Linked DNA regions of Sus scrofa: region 1 is linked to region 2. The links are chromatin contacts, called in public HiChIP or PLAC-seq maps. All regions are on one chromosome and are shown on one strand. The core of a region is the stretch at or near the end of the contact, and the rest is flanking DNA. Distances in the headings are between cores, read along the strand shown. Region 1 overlaps THSD4 (thrombospondin type-1 domain-containing protein 4). Region 2 overlaps THSD4 (thrombospondin type-1 domain-containing protein 4).

Evidence for each region. HiChIP or PLAC-seq counts read pairs in DNA pulled down with a chosen protein or histone mark.
Region 1: a contact with region 2 is called in an H3K27ac HiChIP or PLAC-seq map of skeletal muscle. The contact joins two enhancer-like sites. A contact is called at or near these places in 1 of 47 Hi-C or Micro-C datasets (epiblast stem cells) and 1 of 2 datasets of contacts at active chromatin or transcription factors (skeletal muscle).

The regions. Positions count from the first base shown.
Region 1 is chr1:168,843,921-168,846,620 of Sscrofa11.1, reverse strand. The region is part of intron 3 of THSD4 (thrombospondin type-1 domain-containing protein 4); the gene reads right to left. Among named protein-coding and RNA genes, the nearest start is that of THSD4, 94 kb to the right of the region's middle. Within about 2 kb of position 1,265, at least 14 of the 83 cell types and tissues checked have an H3K27ac peak or open chromatin away from gene starts, as enhancers often do. A contact at or near this core is called in skeletal muscle, where this site is marked.
Region 2 is chr1:169,008,221-169,011,180 of Sscrofa11.1, reverse strand. The region is part of intron 7 of THSD4 (thrombospondin type-1 domain-containing protein 4); the gene reads right to left. Among named protein-coding and RNA genes, the nearest start is that of NANOG, 54 kb to the left of the region's middle. Within about 2 kb of position 1,545, at least 12 of the 83 cell types and tissues checked have an H3K27ac peak or open chromatin away from gene starts, as enhancers often do. A contact at or near this core is called in skeletal muscle, where this site is marked.

The sequences.
Region 1 (2,700 bases), core at 16-2,515, 160 kb after region 2:
GGTGTCCTCACAGCAGCCCTGGTTACTACCATTCTCACCTTTCAGAGATGAGGTTTCCCACCTGAGATTCAGAGATGTGTGACCTGCCCCAGTCACATGGCCGCAGCAGGGTTTGGACTCCAGTTCTCCCCAGCCCCAGTACCCGCAGCTCCAGCACTGCCTGCTCTTCCCCCAGCAGCCAGCTGGCTCTTGCATTTCTGGATCCTTCCCCGGAATGTCCCTCCTACCCATGGGACACTAAGCAACACTATGACTTTCCGTAAAACATGGGGCTTTCAGTGAGCCGCGGGCTTCCATCTGACATGCATAAATGCCTCCAGATTTTTTTTCTTTTCTTTTTTTTTTTTTGTCTTTTTGTCTTTTTGTCTTTTTTCCAGGGCCACACCCACGTCATATGGAGGTTCCCAGGCTAGGGGTCTAATAGGAGCTATAGCCGCCAGCCTACACCATAGCCACAGCAATACCAGATCGAAGCCACGTCTGTGACCTACACCATAGCTCACGGCAATGCCAGATCCTTAACCCACTGAGCGAGGTCAGGGATTGAACCCGCAACCCCATGGTTCCTAGTCGGATTCGTTAACTGCTGAGCCACGATGGGAACCCCTTTTTTCTTTTTTAAGATGTTGGCTTTCAGCAGCAGTGTTTGGTCCAAGAGCTTGAAGACCTTTCACAGTTACACTCCTTTGTCCCCATTATCCCCCTAAGAAGTGAGAAAATTCAAGGACTGTCTTCCCCTTTGTGTGGAGCAAACCTGATAAGGCTGAACCCCGTCACAGAACAGGAGGTGAGCAGGGAGCTAAGATTACCTGAGAGGATGATGTGGAGACTCCGTGAGGAAACCCTCCAAAAGGCCTGAGGTAAGTGTACAGGAAACATAAGCCACTGCCCTGGCATTACTGTAGTCACTCGAAATCCTTCAGGGCTTAGCTCCAGGGAAGAGTCCTTGCCCCCAGGCACTCAGTTATCCAGAGGCTAAGGGGTTTGTTTAATTGTGGCCCGCCTTCCTTCAACTACATTCCAGGCACAGCGCGCCTTTGGAGGACACTGAGCACTGAAGCGGGGTTCCTGAAGGTTCAGGGAGTAACTACAGGAGGATGAGGGAGACGGCTGAGGAGCCCAGGGAGCCAACAAGCATCTAATCAGAGGTTTAAGGCCAGAGCTGGACGTCAGCCAGCCAGGGTGCCTGGGGTGACGTGGGTGGAGTCAGCGGGAGATGCAGTCAGAGCAAGGGCAGGACAGAAGGTTCTGTGACAAGAGGGCTGCGGTTTCCTGACCACCAGTTCATGAGCAGCAGGCAGGGGGATGGGCAGGCGGACAGCAAATATACTCAGCTCATCACTGCTAACTTGGGGACCCAGGGGAGAAGGCCTTCTCCTGCTTACAAATACAAAACAAAACAGAGCAAAGAACAAGCTTTTGTTCTTCCTTCTCCTCCTGACATGTCCTAATTTGTTAATATTCAAACTGATGGTGGATTCCCACAGGTGGTTATTTAAGAAAAAGTGCCGAATCAGGCCGCAGTCTTGATATAGGAAGTAATTCCTAACATGTGTGTGGTGGGCTGAATGGTGACCCTCCCCAAAAGACACACTCTAACCCACAGAACTTGTAAACATGACCTTACTTGGCAAAAGGGTCATTGTCAGTGAAATTAAGTTTGCAGAGATGAGATCATCCTGGATTTTCCAGGAAGCCCTAACTCCAGTGACAAATGTCCTTATAAGATACAGAGAAGACAAAACACATGGGAGAAGGCCAGGTGACCACAGAGGCAGGTCAGGGTGCCATAGCCATAGGCCAGGAACCACCACCACATGCTGAGAGAAGCCAGGTGGATCCTTCACGAGTCACTGGAAGGTGCTGGGCCCTGGCAAACACCTTGATTTTGAACTTCTGGCCTTTGGAATTGTGAGGGAATAATTTCTGTTGTTCTCTGACACCAAGTTTGTGGTTATTTGTTATGAGAGCCCTAGGAAACTAATACAATGTGTTGGTACTTCGTGCACAAGGAGGAAAAGTAGACAGGCATCTGTCAGTACTTTCTCTGTGCTGGGCACTGTGCAAACAACTCTACAGCAGCTGGCAACAGACTCTACAGTGGAGGCACAACAAGGTCCAGGTTACACTTTACGGGGCCCCTGAGCCACCCTGGGAATTTGGTTATTTTGTCCCTTTCACAGGGAGAAGCAGGGGCCCTGAGAAGCTGTATGACTTGCCCAATCTCAGGCTAGTGAGGAGCACAGAAAAGACTAAAACTGAGGACTCCTCAGGTTGGGGGTGGGGGGATGGGCTGGGGGTTTGGTATGGAAATGCTATAAAATTGGGTTGTGATGATCGTTGTAAAACTATAAATGTAATAAAATTCATTGAGTTAAAAAATAAAAAGTAAAGATGCGCACATACATTAAAATACAATACAATACAATGCAATACAATAAATTCAGGTCTCTTGACTCTTACACCAGCACTTTTTTTTTTCTCATGCAGCATGCTGCTTCCCTGTGGTGTTGGTGGACAACAGAAGGGTAAAATGAGGAGTTCCCGTTGTGGCGCAGTGGTTAACGAATACGACTAGGAACCATGAGGTTGCGGGTTTGGTCCCTGCCCTTGCTCAGTGGGTTAACGATCCGGCGTTGCCGTGAGCTGTGGTGTAGGTTGCAGACGCAGCTCGGATCCCGTGTTGCTGTGGCTCTGGCG
Region 2 (2,960 bases), core at 296-2,795:
CTGCAGTGTCAACACCACCCAGATCCTTAACCCACTGAGCCACAAGGGAACACCTAAGTTTCTGTTTAAGATTTCAGGAGGCCTTGACCACAAACAGGACCTGGGCTCTAAATTTTTTTATTTTTGGGCGGCTCCTGAGGCAATTGGAGGTTCCCAGGCTAGCAGCTGAATGGGGGCTACAGCTGCTGGCCTACACCACAGCCCATAGCAATGCTGGATCCTTAACCCACTGAGCAAGGCCAGGGATCGAACCTGCAACCTCATGGTTCCTAGTTGGATTTGTTTCCACTGCGCCACGATGGGAACTCCTAAAATTTTAATGCTTAGTTAATCCTATTCTTGATCATTTTTTGGAAAGGAGGTTAGGAAAGCCAGTTTCTAACTTATTCTTCGGTTCATTCATTTACACATTTTTAAAACATTTATTGAATAATCTTAATAACTTAAGCACTGTGGATATAAATATGTCTAACACTGATTGACTCTCTGCCTTAGCAGCTTAGACATATGTCAAAATAACTGTAACATAATATGATAAGCATTTTAATAGGCACAAGCAGAAAGTGCTTTTAGAATCCAGTTTGCTTGGGGAAGAGATACAAGAGGGAGTCCACTGAGGGTCACACAGCTCAGGATTCCGGCGAAGTAACAGCTCTCCACCCTATTTTCAGGCTTGAATCAGGCACACGTTTGGCACAGGCGAGAACGATTTACCCAATGCAACGATTCTCTTGGTTTCAGCAAGGAACCACAGAACTCTAAGCAAAAGCCCACAAAATAAAGCCCATAACCAAATGAAAAAAAAAAAAAAAAAAAAAGGAACTTAGGGCAAAGGGCAGAGAAGCGAGCAGGGTGGTTTGGTTCTGATCAAAGCCTGAGAGCCAGCTGGGAGAGGAGGTGGGAAATCTCCACCAAGCGTGGGTGGAGTGTGGGCGCCGCATGGAAGGTGATAGAGATAAGGAGGGCAGGTGGGTGGCAGAAGGAGGTCTTTCCCCTCAACAGAAAGCACCACGGGAAACAGCACTCTGCTACTCGCTTAGCTTCTTCCTATCTTTAGCTCTGTCCGGACTCAAGAAATTCAGTGTGAGCAAAATTAAAAGCAAGATGAGGGACGCAGGAGGCTGGGGAGGTGCCACACACTCTCCTTGACCTTCCAGGCCTTATGTCCCTGGGATCTGGGCAAGAGGGCTTTACGGCCTTGTATTCTCAGCATCAACTACCCTGCCCATCTCAGCCAAAGTGGAAGAAGCTCTGTGTTGCATTCAGGACCCATTTCATTTGCTGAAAGCCAACAGATAGAGTCCCTCAATTCATTTACACATTGGTTTGAAGCACCTACTCACAAGCAAAGGGCCAGGAATTGCTCCTGGCCTGGACAGGTGGCAGGCCAGAGTGATGGGAACAAAGAGTCACAAGAAGTGGGAACAGAAGAACAGAAGCAGTGCTCCAGGGGACCAGCCAATGGCTTTTGAGCAGAGTCCACTGGGTGGCCCAAGAGTGGACATTAGAAGGGTTCTCTAGGATGCCAGGCAGTGCATACATTCTTGTGAAGGCACAGCCCTGCGAGTCTGCTAGGTCAGGGAGCAACATGTGCCAGCCCTGCCAGCACTGGGGCCCAGGAGGCCTGGCAGGAGACAGATGATGAAGGGCCTGGACTTTATTCCCTAGGCAATGGGGAGCCACTTTGCTGTACAGCAGAAATTAACACAGCATTGTAAATCAACTATATTTCAATTAAAAAAAAAAAGAGGGCTTCAAATGCACTCTTTCGCTTTAGGCAAAGTCGGGGATAGAGCACTTTCCCTTCAAAGCCTGGCTATCTATATGCAGTCTTTTGCCTAAGGCCAACATTTGGGATCCTTCACTCCCTGTCGAGAAGGAAGTGTCATCCAGGACTGCAGGATTGGAGAGGAATCCCCAAGCTCTCCAGCCCCCAGCCCAAGGACGTCTGCATTCTTCCTGCCTCTCTTCCAATTCTTGGATCTAAGACACCATAGGAGCTCCAGTAACAGGGTAAACAGGCTAGTGGGGGGAGCACTCAGCCGGGCGCTGGGATAAAACACTCCAGCTTGCTCTGGGAGGACCCGGGGGCTTTTCTGTGGCTTCGCATCCGGAGGACGCCCTTCTTCCCCAGCTACTCTTCTGTGGGTTGAGCTCATATCCTTATTTAACGCTTGTCACTTTTCATTAACTTTTGTTGCAGGCCTGGGTTTGCTTTCAACTCTCTGAGGCCAGCAGAGGCTTCCTGGAGCTATTGCAGATATAGACACCCCTGTGAGAGAGTAACAGCTGTCTCAGGCCCAAGTCAGAGAGAGATAGCAATTTGAATTCTGGGCTTCCAATCAAATATTCAGAAAAGGGCACTTTCCCCTTTGCAAGTTGCAAAGGAGACAGAATGTCAGTCTGGGAAGCAAATGTATTTCTGATTATTTAAAGTTCTAAGAGGATGGGACAGTCAGTGGTTCCAGCAGTGTCAATAAGCAAATTTCAGGCAAGTGAACAGAGAACAAATATGAAGTTAATATCAATGTCGTGCTTATAACAACAAATTCCTGTTCATTTGCTCACATCCTAGGGAATGTGCCTCAGTTTTTCAGCAATTATCATCTCCCACCTGTGCTGTCGTACACCACTGGTTTTCATCAATTACTAGCTAAGAATCCTTACCCTCGTCCTTGTAAATGTGTGTGTGTGTTTTTTTTTTTTTTTTTTTTTTTCATCTCCTCACCTCAAAGACAATGCAACACTAAGAAAAGAAGCTCCCCCAATGGAAAGAGATGATATTGCGTCTTCCTTCCAACCCATCTCACCTCTCTATATTTACATTTCTAGTTCTTTGTGGACTGTATTTTAATCAAAGCATCTTTTAAAACTTTGTGGCACAAAGTGTGATCCGTGGACCAGCAGCATCAGCATCACAGGGGAGCTTGTTAGAGACGTAGATGACTCAGACACTTTCC